Linked DNA regions of Sus scrofa: region 2 is linked to region 1. A link is a contact called in public HiChIP or PLAC-seq data. All regions are on one chromosome and are shown on one strand. The core of a region is the stretch at or near the end of the contact, and the rest is flanking DNA. Distances in the headings are between cores, read along the strand shown.

Region 1 (7,156 bases), core at 2,331-4,830:
TTCTTTCATGAGGACAGCACAAAGATTTTTAATTTGCCTAAAGGGAATGTGTGATTTTGAGATGTGACTAGGGATTATCATTCCCACAATGAACATTACAAACAGGAACTGCTAGAGTGACTCAGTAGGACTCCTGGCTCCCAGCCCTATGAATCCCAGTTCCCTCTCCCCGTCAGCCACACCCAGACATCAGACCCTGTCCCTTGACCCTAGTGCTCAAGAAGTTAAGAAAACTGTTGAGGGAGCTGATTCTCAAACTTGGGCATGCATCAGAATCACTTAGATTGCTTTTTATCTTTTAGTTAATGGAAACTATTATTACAGAAATGTTATATTGCATTGTAGAAATTTGGAAAAGTCAGAGAAGCAAAACTAAGAACATAAATCACCATAATCATGCCACCCCAAGATTATTGCCGTCAACAGTTCAATGTATGTTTTTGTAGATAGTTTTTAGGCAAATTTTTATGCGCACGTATATGGATCATTTATATGTCCATGTATACAGATCGGCCTCTTCTTTGGAGTTCCTTCTTTTTTGGGGGCGGGGGGGGCCACATCTGTGGCATGCGGAAGTTCCTAGGCCAGGGATTGAACCTGTGCCACAGCAGGGACCCAACCCATTGCAGTGACAATGCCGGGTCCTTAGCCCTCTGAGCTACATGGGAGCTCCTGGTTGATGGAGAATTTGATCCATCTCAGTGTGGCTTCCACAGCTTCCGTCTCAAGGAGCTCACACCACTGGCTCACTCCTGCAGGGTCTAGATGAATTGTCCAAAATGCCAGGCTTACTCTCTGCTCTCCAGGTTGGTACCTAAAGTGTGGTCAATGACAGCAGCCAGCTGTGCAGCTGGGATCAACACAGCCCCATGATCCAGGGGGATCTTCATTCTTTGTGTACCTGCCTTTCCATTTGCTTCCTTGTCTCAGAATTGCATGGCACCTCTGTTTGCTCAGACCACTGTAAGAAAACAGCATAGATTGGGTGCCTTAAGCAACGGATATTTATATCCCATAGTTCTAGAGGCTAGGAGTCCAAGATCGAAGTGTCAGCAGATCTGTATCCATTGGGCTTTTCTTAAGGGAACAAAGCCTGGGAAGAAGCAAGCCCTCGAGACGCCGTGGTGGCAGCCTGGGTCATGCCTCCCTTCCCTGTCTGCCACTGTTGCTCTGGGGCCCTTGCGCTGTCCGGGCGTTCTGAGAGCAGAGGTGATGCTCCTGTTCCCCATGTGTGACCTGACTTGTGGCAGAGATGGCTCCTTGCAGGAGGAGCTGAAGCAGGAGAGGGGGCCTCAAAGCAGGGTGCGGGGCTGCTCTCACCACCTGCTCCTGAGCAAGCGCCAGGAAAATCCACTGGAGCCGACCCTGGGCTGAGCAGTGACCTGGCTCTTAGCAGGCCAGCTCCTGCTCTCAGATTGCTCTTCTCAGCTCTCAGATGATTTCCTTTCTAATTCAACCCACGCACTGGCCTCTGTTGGTACGGCTGGATATGTGGGTGCCCACCTACTGGGGGCAGCAGTGCCCTCTGCTGCCTCCAACCCCGGGGACTCTGGGCTAATAAACACCTTCTGAGACATTCTTTAGTACCCCTCTGTGACTTTCATAAACTCTTAACTGGCCTCCACACATCTTTTTAAAACATAATAAGCCCCAAGTATAATATACAGGAAAAATAATTTATACAAGAGTGTCAAGGTTAATAAAAGAAAATAGGCAAATGCTCAAGCACAACCACCTGGGAGACAGAAGGAGGTTGTCCAAGGTGAGAATCCTTGCACGAGGTCACAGCAAATGCATCGGCTACAAGTACACAGGGACACAGGTCTGTTACTCAGCCATACCATCAGTCAAGTGATTTTCCAGAACTGGTAGGTTCTGATCCAAATTAAAAAAAAAAAAAAAAGAAAAACCCTCCCTCTCTTGACACGGTAGCTGTGTCCTGGTGAAATGCAGAATATATGCAACTCTGCCAAGATATTCGGGGTTGAAATGTAAGACTGGGTTAAATTCTAGACCCAGATAATTATAAATAGATGGGAGCTGTTTTTCCCACCAAAGCCTGGCCATCAGGGTAACTCAGAATTTATAGGGGACAATCCTATGTGGTGTAAGACCCCATGTACATGGACCATGTGGTGTCAACTGCCACCTCTGAGTAAATGCTAGTAGCACTCCCAGTTATTGTGGGAACCACAACCCCTCCTTCCAAAACATGAACCCAAGCTTCTTGCTTCTGTTGTCTTCCTTGAATGTTTTCCGCAGCCTAAATCATGACCCCACTGCCTAATCACCCCTTGGCCCTATGCAAGTCTCTTTCCTCATCTACAAAATGGGTGCATGCAGGAAGGTAATCAGTAGCTCCCATCTCAAAGGGTATTTAGCACTGTCCTTAGTGAGTTATAAGTATTAAATGAATGTTAATTTTTGTTTATAACTTACATGATATATAATTTATGAGCGTCCTTAAAATTGCCATGAGCGCATACGTACTTAAAAGCAACGAGCTAAGATTCTGAGTGCTATTTCATGGATTTTAGAGAACTGAATTAGATTCTAGAACCTCAGCTATCATCGTGACAGCCCCCCTGATGGAGTTCTGAAGCCAGGGCTCTGAAGCTGTTCCTTGAAGGGAATTCGCAGCGGGAACGTCACGGGAATGTTCGCTCTTCCTTAGACGGGTGTTCCGGAATTGCTTTGGCATTTCTTACTGAATGGCTTCAGGCCCTCACCCAGGACCACAGCTTCCCCAGACCGAGCCCTAAGTTGCAATATAAAACAACAAAAGATGCCAAGAGTACAGCCTGGTTCAAAGACAGACGCAGCACACAAAAAGAATAACAATGTAAGAGCTTCTGCAATTACACGCTGAATTATTTGGTGCCATCTTTAAATTATGTAGGAAATAGGAAAAGGAAGAGCTCAGGGTAGACGGGGGCAAGCTTGGGGAAGGAGGGAGGCCGGAGCTGGCCCTGAAGGATGGAGGGAGTCTGGGTCAGGGGCGGAGGGAGAGGAGAACGCACGGGCTGAAAGAAGGGGGGAAGGGAGCCTGTGCGGCTGGGATGGCGGGTCCTCGGCTGTTGGCGCGCAGGCCTGGGCAACAGCCCTTTCAGGAGCCAGAGCGGGGTCCCTACCAGATAGTTGATAAGGCAATATCCAACTGTCCCAGATGCCCCGATAACGTGTCCCAGGGATATGCCTGGTGGGATACCCTGAGACCCTGTCACCCAGAGCTGCCGCTAAGCTGAGGCCAGGCGGTGCCCATGCAAGTGCCTCCTGTGTGGGTGGGAGCTTTCGGCTCCCCACTGGGCTCTGCAGTCTGGAAAAGCACGCGTTCTCGTGGGAATATTATTCTTGCCTTTGGGAGGGGCTGTGGGAACGTGCAGTTACTGCTGGGGAACTTTTCCCAGCATACATGCTTGTTTATGATGATGAATGACGGGCGCAGGCTGAGCGCAGCGATTCTTTTTCTGGAGGTGGCATGAGAATCCCGCCCGGAATTTCTGTTACATTCTGCTGCCAGAGCCCAGTGACTCAGAGGCAAAGTTCATGTTTACTGGAACACGGAATCGGCTAGGAACCAGGATGGCTGCTGCGCTGCTGCTCCCTGGCCCTGAGGGGGCGCAGGCTTGTATGTGACAACATTGGTCTCTCCCTTGATGTCACAGGGACCAGGCTAAACCTGTGCTTTCACTCATTCATTCATTCAACAAATACTTGTTAATGCCAGACTTCTGGCCTCACGGACTCTATGTCTCCCTCTAGTGGAGGGAAACGATAAACAAGGTGACTAGGAATGCAGGATGGAGAGGAAAAAAATCAGCATGAAAAAGGATGGGCCAGACTGGGGTCAGCACACAATGGGACATTTTCAGCAGAGAGATGAAGGAAGGCTTATCTGAAAAAACAGTATTGGAGCACAGCCTCCCAGAAGTGAGTCACATCCATAACTGGAGGAAATAGTTTGTGCCCAGGTCCTGAGGCAGGGGCCTGTCTGGCATGTTGGAGGGGCTGCAAGGCAGCAGCGTGGGTGGAGCTCAGTGAGAAGAGAGAGAGAGAAGCAGGAGCTGAGTTGGGAAGAAGCAGCGTTTACTCACGAGGAAAGGCACGCCAGCAAGGAATTTGAGCCAACGCGTGGCACGCATGGCCTCACTTTAATTTTGTTGAGCCTCCCTGGCTGGTGTCTGGAAAAGGGATTGAAGCGGAAGAAAATGTTAGCAAGGTGATGCGTGGGGAGGCAGTTTCAGTCGCACGGGCGAATCTAGCCAAGCGCAGAAGCCAGGCGGTGGCAGGTGAAGCGCAGGTTCTGCGTCGATCTGGAAGCCAGAGCCGACGGATTGGCTGATGACTTATATGTGTGCCTGGAGAAAAAGAGAAAAGCCCAGGAACATCTCATGCTTATGACCCCCAGCAACAGGCCGGAGACAAGAGTTCTCCAAGGCATTGTTTTCTTGCTCGTGGCCGCCTGCCCTTTTCCAGTGGTACCTGGAAGGTGGGATAACTAGAACTCAGCTCCTTTCAAAGTGGCGTCTCCTGCCAGCAGCAACAGCTGGCCAAAGCGTCACCTCCTGGAGACTCAGGGTGTGAGGCGGGGGTGTGATGGTTTATTCTGGAAAACCCTCCACCCAGCTCTCCCACTGAAGGGTGAAGCAGAGGGTCCTTGCAAAGATTTCTTCCACCCAGTCCCTGTTGAAAGATGACAGAATATAAACATATGTCCACAGCTCTGGCAGGCTGCCGGTGTTGGTACAATAAGGTAGGTATCATGTGGTCATTAAAAGCTGAGGTCACTTGGACCGCGAATTATAAATAGTTTCCGCATGGAAATCTGACGGTTAAGCGATATATTAATAATTAACTAATTAATTCAGATGCATGTATGTCGCCCTTTTGAAACATCAGGTTCCTTCTCTGTAAAGTGGGAACATTGACTCCCTGGACTGGATGCGAGTAAAACCTCTGCCCACTGCTGTGCCAGTGACCAGTTATGCCAAGTGAGCTGATGGTCTTCATCCGTCACATGTCAGCTGATGCCCTCCAGGCATCTCCACGGGCTGTGGAAGGGAGCCCAGGCGCTTCCTTCCTCTGCCACGTGCTGGTCTCCGCCTTTTCAGCCCCTTCTCTGTTTCGGGTCATGAACATTTTATTTTGGGTCATAGCAGCACTTTTTATTTAACGCCTATGAAGAGTTAAGCCCCGTGTTAGGGGCTTTGAGTGAACTCTAGTCCTCACCAACCAGCTGGGGAAGAGGCGTGACAGCCACGCACAGGTGAGGGTCCCCAGGTTCATGGCTTTTCTAAGGTCACACAGCCAATGAGAAGGGAAGATCAGATTTCAACCCTGGGACTGCAAGGGTGTGAGGTGACACTCTGAATGATGAGGATGAGGCTGATAAGAACAGGATAGCAGAGGAGGAGGACAGAAACAGAAGAAATAACACATATTGCCACGCTTTGTTGCTAGAATGTTCTCTGTTTAGCTGTGTAATCCTCATAACGACCTTTTAAGGTAACTCCTATTATTGCCCCATAGAAGAGCTGAGAGAACTGAGGCTCTGTGACAGTAAATCACTTGCCCAAATGTCAGCCAGCCACTGAGTGGCAATGCATGGTTCAGATCTGAGCTGCCTAGTGTCCAAAGCCCATGGCCCTGATGCTGTGCATGGAGCCAGCCTCAGGCTGCTATTTTTCCATAATCTCCACGTATCATGTCCTGGCACCCCCTCCATGGTCATGGGCACCCCTCCTCCTTCCTGTGGCAAACCTCTCCCCATAGGTTGTGTGCCCTCAAAGGACTTTGAAGGTCACAGTGGTACGTGTGTCACTTTGATCAAGAAGAGATAGAGCTGGTGCGAGCCTGCCCCATCCTCTTCACGCTGGATTTAACCGTCAAGGAGTCCCGTGTTCATGAACGATCCTAGAAGTACCTGAATTTAAACCAGTCAAGAAGATCAGCCCTTCAGTCAAAGGCAGGGGCATTTCTCAGCAGCCGATAGGTGCTCAGTCTGCTCCAGCTGTGATGTACCTTGATTTCTCTCAGGGTATCCTCAAATGCTCTTATTTAAAAAAAAAAAAAAAAAAAAAAAAAAAAAAACACTAGAAAGTGTATCCACAAGTGAACATTCTTCTGCTCTGATGTGACTTTTAGAAAGTCTAGTTGTTCTTGATATGCAAACTAATGTGTAAGGAGCACAAGCAAGGGAGAGAAGCAGGATGCATTATTCATTGGAAAACAGCATCTTGTATTTTAGAAAGGAGAGCTCACCACTGTCAATTTAGTACACCCCAGAGCTGAGGAGGAACTCCATTAGCGATACACTGGTAGCCTGAAGAGTTGCTTATTTGATAAGTTAGGAGAGTGTTTTGAAGACATTATGCCCACGTGAAGCTGGAGATGGAATTGTTTATCTTTGCATCTACTTGTCCTCTTTCTCCTGTGAGTTGGCAGAACTCTTGAGGGTACGAATCAAGTCTGATACCTGCTTACAGATGCAGCACCTGGCATACTGCCCTGTCCCTATTCAGAGGAAAAGAAATGTCTGTTGTAAATGATAAAATCCCCAAGAGAGAACGCCTTAGAGAACTGACCTGGAGCAATTGACTTACCAGCTGAGACTCTAGCCTCGCTCAAGATGCTCAGTGTCCACACTTGGTCTATTTGAACAAGTCTAGAAAAGCCTCTGCTGACCTACAGGAAAAAATGTCCCTGTCTTTACTGGTCATAAATAGAGCCATTGATTCAGTTACCCAGCGCTGCTCAACCTTGACCAGAAGTTCTCAACCTTGAGCACACACCGGTCACCCAGAGGGCTTGCTAAAATACTGGTTGCAGGGCCCACTACTTGGTTCTCTTACTCACTAGGTATTTATTAAGTTCTTAGGGCTGCCATAACAAATCACCACCAAGTTGATAGTTTGAATGAACAGAAATTTATACCCTAACAGTTCTGGAACCCAGAGTCCAAACTCAAGGTTTTGGCAGGGCCCTGCTCCCCACAAAGGCTCTAGGGGAGGGTCCTTCCTGCCTCTCCCAGCCTTTGGTGTTTCCAGCGTTCCTTAACTTGTGGCTGCGCTGCTTAAATCTCTGCCTCCATCTTCACTTGCCCTCCCCACCCTCCGTCTCAAATCTCCCTCTGCTTTTCTCTTGTAAGGACATTTGC
Region 2 (7,156 bases), core at 2,328-4,827, 150 kb before region 1:
TCAAGAGTTTAATGTAGTATAATCAAGGTCGTCTGGAAACACACCTGACTTGCATGGAATAGCTTTGATGTGTGGCTGAGCCCTCCTTTGTAGCCACTGCACACCTCCCATCTCTCCAGCTCTGTGAGGCGGAGTGGGCTAGAATCCCTCTGAAATCCCACCTGGGGACGGAGAAGCCAGAGAGCTGGGGGATAATTTCCTGAATCTAAATTGAGCCAAGGCTCCCAACTTCTCCCTGGAGAGCAACCCCCACTCCCATGCTTTTTGCTTCAAGGTTCCTCCACGCCTGGGGTTGCTTTTGATGCACATTAGAGATGTGGGGCTTGGACATAAACCAACTCTGCTTTCTTGATGTTCTAGGAAATGGGTTTTTAAGAGTTCTTAGTAGGGTCATCTACTTATTTATTTATTTATTTATTTGTCTTTTTGCTATTTCTTGGGCCGCTCCCGCGGCATATGGAGGTTTCCAGGCTAGGGGTTAAATCGGAGCTGTAGACACCGGCCTACGCCAGAGCCACAGCAACGTGGGATCCGAGCCGCGTCTGCAACCTACACCACAGCTCACGGCAACGCTGGATTGTTAACCCACTGAGCAAGGGCAGGGACCAAACCTGCAACCTCATGGTTCCTAGTCGGATTCATTAACCACTGCGCCACGACGGGAACTCCAGGATTACCTATTTAAAATAGGTCTGTAGGCGTTCCCATCGTGGCTCAGTGGAAACGAATCTGACCAGGATCCAGGAGGACGCAGGTTCCATCCCTGGCCTTGCTCAGTGGGTTAAGGATCCAGTGTTGCTGTGAGCTGTGGTGTAGGTCGCAGATGTGGCTCAGATCTGGCATTGCTGTGGTTATGGCTGTGGCATAGGCTGGCAGCCACACTTTGATTCAACCCCTAGCCTGGGGACCTCCATATGCGTGGGTGTGGCCCTAAAAAGACAAAAGACAAAAAATGTTAAAAATTAAAAAAATAATAATAATAATGGCCTGTAACAGACAGACCCAGTGTTATTTTCAGCAGAAGCCCCCCAGTGGTAACTGTGGAAACCGTCACCAGTCAGAATGAGCCTGGATGGTGCTGACACCTGCCTCAATCAGTGGTCCTCAGTCCCAGGTGTGCACAGAGTCATCCACCTCATCCCAGGTGTGTCATAGAAGCACAGACTGCCAGGGTTTGGCCCCAGGGGTCTGGGTGGAGACGGAGAATTTGCATTTCTAATGAGCTCTTAGGTGATGCCCAGGCTGTTCCAGGGAATCACACCTTGAGGCCAGTCTTTGTAGGGAGAATGAGGTCCCTCAGCTCCCTGTGCTGATGGCCCTGTAAGGCTTATCGGTCTGGGGATACCATGTCTGGTGTGGCTCTGAACCCTCCTTCAAAGTGGATACACCTCTGAGGACCAGGAGGCAGGCTCAGTGGATACGTTCAAAGCCAGGCCTTTAAGGACGCAGTGTTGAGAGAGAGACGGTGAGAGGGAGACTCATGCAGTGCTGAGCAAGGGTCTTTCTCCTTCCCTGGAGAATAAGTCATTTAAATCCAGCAGCCAGACCTAATTTAACAGGATTCTCTCTCCAAAATCCTGTTTCCAGTGAGGTCGAGTGGTTCCAGCTCTCTGAGGGAGGGAAAGGAAATGACCGAGACCTGACCTTGACAGCAGGAGGAAAAGCTGTCCTGGAAGACTTTCGAGTCCAGGACTCAGCTTTCCGTGCCGAGGGGCAGGGAGAGGAATGGGAGACGGCAGTGTTCTTCCCAAGAGAGCTCTCAGGACTGTCTTCCACTCTGTTTCTAACACAAGGTCTGGGGTGCTGTGCTCCCAACCCTTTCTGAGCAGGGACGGGTCAAGAAAGGAGAACAGGTCACAGAAGGCTTCTCCTGACATGTCCCCACCAGTGGGCTGTGTCTGGGGGACAGCTGGGTCAGAAGCCCCACCTTTGGAAGCAGGACCGCTCCACAGCCCTTGGAGCCCTTGTAGGTCTCCCACGTTCATTTCCCTTTACTCGATATGTCCTTTGGAGAGGACCTGTCTCTCCAGTGTGCATAGGGAAGCAAGAGGAAGAGGTTTTAATCTGTATTTGGGCCAACGTGGCCAGAGAGAGAAGGGAGCGAGGGTAAATGAGAAAGGGACAAAGAAGGGCAGAGCTGGCTCGGGTGCCCCTTCCTACAGTGGAACCGTAGAGCATACGTTCTGCCTTAGTGCAGAAAGAATTCAGGGAGACACAGAGTGACAGGTGAGGGGTTTATTCACATAGGATGCCTGTGAGAGATGCAGGCAGGTGGGCAAGAGAGTGCCGAGGCCCGAGGACTCCGTGGGTTACGGTTTTACAAACAAAGCCAAAGCGAGGAGGGGGAGAAGATCACCTTCGCCCTGGCTCTGGAGTAGAGGTCACATTTCCATCATCAGCTCCTCCTCCGTGTTGGTTGGGGGATCTTTCTGGTCCCCACCTGGTCAGACTGGGACTGTCACGATGCAGTGGAAATAAGCAAAAAGGCACCAACGTGTCTTCAAATACGGCGAATCATGTCAGGTTTCAGTACAATGTCACCTTTTCCTGTATTTTTTTGTAGCTAGTGTGCACAGAGAAGTGTGTCCTAGGAAGCTACATGGGTCTCCTGTTACCATTGTTTTATTGTTTGGGGGCATGTCTCAGGCTTCTCTTGCATGCTTTTGTTGCGAAGCAAGCCTGCTTGGTTTTGTTGTTGGTAAGCCTGCTTTCCTGAGTGGTCATTAACTTAAAGGGGTCTCCCATACTTTTTTCCCTTATTACATTTGCCTAGTGGGATGAGCTATTTAATCACCTGCTTTGGACCTTGACTCTGACTCTATCAACAGTAATCTTTTTCCAAGAGCAGTTCTCTCTTCAAACCAGAGACATTTGTGAGGTTTATTTTTTAAAAGAAAATATATTCCCTTAGGGATTTTTTGTTTTGTTTTGTTTTTTGTGGTTTTTTTCTTTTTTTTGCTTTTGCTTTTTTAGGGCCACACCCTTGGCTTATGGAGGTTCCCAGGCTAGGGGTTGAATCAGAGCTACAGCTGCTGCACACCTACAACAATTCGGGATCTGAGCCACATCTGCGGCAACGCCAGATCCTTAACCCCCTGAACAAGGCCAGGGATTGAACCCGCAACCTCATGGTTCCTAGTCAGGTTCATTTCCGCTGCACCACAATGGGAACTCCAGAAAGGGGTTTTTTAATATTATGGCTAAGATGTTTTTTGCTGCCTAGAGGTGTCAGGCTTGGCCATTACCAACAACGTCCTGATGCTGTTGTGATTATTACTCTTACCTTGGTACTGTAACCATCAGCTCTGATTTACTGAGCCCCTTCCGCCTGCCAGGAAGTCTCCTTGGCACACAGGATCTCATCACATTCTCAACAGCTCTGGGAAATAAATGTCATTATCCTTTTATTATCGATGAGGAAATCGAGAGCTGGAGAGGCGAAGAATCGTGTTCAAGGTCACAGGGTGGATCGCTGGCCAAGCTAGGATTGGGACACATGTTTGTCTAGACAGTGGAACTCCTCGTTAAACAGATATTGGCCTCGGTCCCTGCTGTACACCAGGCACTTTGCCAGGCACTGGGATCCAGGGGCGAGTCTGACATGCTGAGACTGTTGACCTCGTGGAGCTTCCAAGCTGTGGGGATAATGTCAGTTGGATTAAATCAAGTCAAGCAGTGACTAAAAATTCTTTTCATCAGAAGGTGTCACATATCTTATTTTTAGTCTTGCTTCAAGATGGTATTTTCTCCTAATTTAAAAAATGCAAACAGAGGTAATTGGTGTTTCATCAAAATTCTCAGTGTATTTTAATAAAGAATATTTTAAATCAGGGAAAACTATACTGCCATATGGAATTGTGTCATGATCTTTTTCCACTCACTGGTCCTGGCAGAGGAAATCTTGGCAGGAAGATCATGCTGCCTTAGGCGCCACTGCCACTTGGTGGCCTGCATCAGAATTGCAGGCATGGTGGCCTCAGAAATGCTCCTCCCCCACCCCTACCCCCACCCACTTTCTAATTCCACTAGAAGGTATTTTTATCCTGGCTACCTAATCCTCCAGGCCCAGTTGACTGTATTCCAATAGGTGCCTGTTTACTTATAAACTGATTGCAGCCAGATCAGTATCAGCTTTCTTTCATCTGTGTTTCTGAATGTCTGTTGTGTTTGTGACTTTTTTATTGTTATAATCAAATGAATGTTTGCAGGTATCAATGAGAAAGTGTTCTTAAATATACGTGAATACTTGGTTAAACTCTAGAACTAACCTATGCAAATAATAATTTTTTTCATTAGTTGGACACTTTCAAATGACATAAAAACAAAATAAAATGTGACATCTAATTACCTCTTAACCTCATCTCTACTCCAGCCATTCTGGAATTTCCTTGTCTCTCTCACCTGCCTGCTGCCTGTCTGTGCTGTTCCATCTACCTGGAAGTGCCTTCCTGTAGCTTTGCCTTTTGAATGTATTCTTCAAATGTCAAATCAAGGCTGACTACCTATAGGGAATTACCTTAACGTAAATTCAGAAATGAAAGTGTTGGGTAGCAGTGTCTCTAGAGAGACGGAAGGTGGATTCTGAATGCCATCTTCATCTCTTTAACAACTGTGACCATGGCAAGCTTGCTTCATCTCTCTGAGTCTCAGTGATTTCATTCATTAAGTGCAGATAATAGTGTTCCCTCCTCCCACCCCCGCATTGTTGTCTGAGTTTTTTTTTTTAACGTGTGTAAAGTGCATCCTCAACACCGTGTACCTGGTACAAGCAGTGGGGCAAGTGCCACTGCTGACATTTGGATTCATACAAAGACCTCGAATCTTGATGAATGCCTGCCCAGTAGAGAAGTGTCAAAGGTTTTGCGTTGCCTCTTTGATCTTGCTTGCAGAAAAAAAGTCTGTTTCCTGGGAGTTAAAAATAACATAAATGTCCAACTTTAAACTTCATGAAGTGACCTCCCTCCTAGGTTTGTCACTGTATGTCACCCCAGTGCTGGTAAGCTTCCCCACCTGAAAGCCACAGAGATTTGCATGTGGGCAGAAAGGTGTTGAACAACGATGCTGTTTTTGGTGATGCTGCTTTAGTCAAGTTCACCGAGCATCTATGTATTGGCACCTGCAGTTAGTGGGTTGGTCACTGAGGTGTGTTTATACTATGCTCTCTCTGTGTTTTCCAGCCAAGATCTTAAGTGTCGCTCTGTTTCTCTGACCAGGTGGTTGATAGTGACAGACCGGAAGGGTCCAAGTTCCGGCTCACCGGCAAGGGAGTGGATCAAGAGCCAAAAGGAATTTTCAGAATCAATGAGAACACGGGTAGCGTCTCCGTGACACGGAGCTTGGACAGAGAAATGATCGCCGCGTATCAAGTAAGTACCCCGGTGCCCACCCTGCCCACAGAGATGGGGCTTTCAGAGATGGCTTTCCTCCCACCGAGCTGTTATTTCTGGGCTTCATCAAACCACAGGCAGTACGGCCTTAAGCGTGTCTCTGTGGGAGCCGAGTGGCATTGAACCCTGACAGAGCAGCAGTAGGGGCCCCTATCTTGTCACTGGACCCCCACCCCCCCACCCCAGTGCGTGAGACTTTGGGCACTGAAAACCAAGAAGGGGGGCCCTCTGGGCATCTCGGAGGAGGTCAGAAATCTTGCATTAACGTTAACTTTCCAGAAACTACCTTGATAATGCAGAGCTGCAAAAAGTACAAACCCTTGGACTTGATCGTTCTACTTTTAGAAATCCATCCTAGGGAAAGAGGAATTTAGTTCAATTTTTGTGCAGTGGTGTTATAGCAGGACATGATCCTTAAAATGGAAACAGTTGCTAAATATTCAGCAGCATATAATGGTTAAAATATGGCACGATTTTGCAAGGAAGTTTTCTACAACCATTTAAAATATTTTTGAACAAGTTCTGGTTCTATGGGAGATTTTCAAGATACTGAATGGAAACAGACACACCAACACATATGGTATCCTCATTACAGATGGAGTATTTACACATATCGTGATGGTTATGTGTTTGCAAAGAACTGTGATGGAAGAAAAATCAAAGTGTTAGTGGCTGCGTTTGGTGTTAATGATTTTTTTTTCTTTGTTTTTATTTTCTGATTTTTCTGCAATGTCTGCACATTACTTGTTTATGGGGAAATGACAGGATATTTGTAAAATATTGTAGTTTCAGAAGTTGACACCCATTCCAGATTCAGAGACCAGCACCATTGCACACAGAGACAGGGGTGAGCACTAAATCTCAGACAGGCTCCAGGTCAGTTCTGTCCCCTCTGGGCCACACCCCCGAGAGTCTGTCCTCATAGCCTCTGTTAAGAACCCAAGCTCCTGAGGGTAGTGAGCTCATTTGTAAGGGATGGGGCAGAACTCCTGACCACTTTCACGAAAAGCCCTTTGCAGGCTGCAGGCCCTGGGGGGCACGACCCGGCCAGCAGCATTGCCTTTCCATCACCATTGCCCGTCTCGCGCGCATTTCCCTGGGTTGAGGTCTGGGGAGGTGGCCACTTTCTAGGACCAGATTTGGCATCTCTGGTTTTCTCGGTCAAAACACCACGTAAGAGCATCCCAATCCCACTTTAACTATGTTACCTCCTGCTTCCTAAAAAAAAGAATAAGCCTGTGCTCTTCGTTTTCTGCAAAGGGGGTGGAGGGACATTGCCAAGTGCTCTGGGGGAAATGAGTGCCCCGGGTCTAGCCTCCTCTGTTGCCATGAGATGCTGACCTTGGGGAGACCATGTAAGCACTGGTCCTCAGGATCCCAAACATAAAAATGAAGATAGAGGAGCTCCCTGACGGCCTAGCAGTTAGGGATTTGGTATTGTCACTGCTGTGGCTCGGGTTCGATCCCTGGCGGGGGCACTTCCGCATGCTGCATGTGTGGCCAAGCCAGCAGTGGCCTACCTGCCGACTGGATTGCTGTGAGTTTCCAATGAGAAGATAGATGAGGGTGTTAGAGGCATTTGGATGCTGGACAAAAACAGGGAAGTGGCGTGATGAAAGCGGGTGGCATCCCCGTCCAGCCTCATGCTGGGCGTTCGAGGATCCCGGGTCCTGGGGGGACTTCCCTCTCAGAGCATTCGCTAAAAGGCAGATGCTCTGAACATCTGCAGGGGGTCCCATCTGTCAAAGAATGCCAAAGGGTGACCAGTG

Evidence for each region. HiChIP or PLAC-seq counts read pairs in DNA pulled down with a chosen protein or histone mark.
Region 2: an H3K27ac HiChIP or PLAC-seq map of skeletal muscle shows a contact between it and region 1, with 4 times the contacts expected there. The contact joins two enhancer-like sites. A contact is called at or near these places in 1 of 47 Hi-C or Micro-C datasets (skeletal muscle) and 1 of 2 datasets of contacts at active chromatin or transcription factors (skeletal muscle).

Annotation. Positions count from the first base shown.
Region 1 is chr6:5,149,910-5,157,065 of Sscrofa11.1, reverse strand. The region is part of intron 6 of CDH13 (cadherin 13, H-cadherin (heart)); the gene reads left to right. Among named protein-coding and RNA genes, the nearest start is that of HSBP1, 360 kb to the right of the region's middle. Within about 2 kb of position 3,580, at least 13 of the 83 cell types and tissues checked have an H3K27ac peak or open chromatin away from gene starts, as enhancers often do. A contact at or near this core is called in skeletal muscle, where this site is marked.
Region 2 is chr6:5,295,297-5,302,452 of Sscrofa11.1, reverse strand. CDH13 (cadherin 13, H-cadherin (heart)) reads left to right here. Exons shown (of 14, transcript NM_001109945.1): 5 at 5,214-5,366. Among named protein-coding and RNA genes, the nearest start is that of HSBP1, 500 kb to the right of the region's middle. Within about 2 kb of position 3,577, at least 4 of the 83 cell types and tissues checked have an H3K27ac peak or open chromatin away from gene starts, as enhancers often do. A contact at or near this core is called in skeletal muscle, where this site is marked.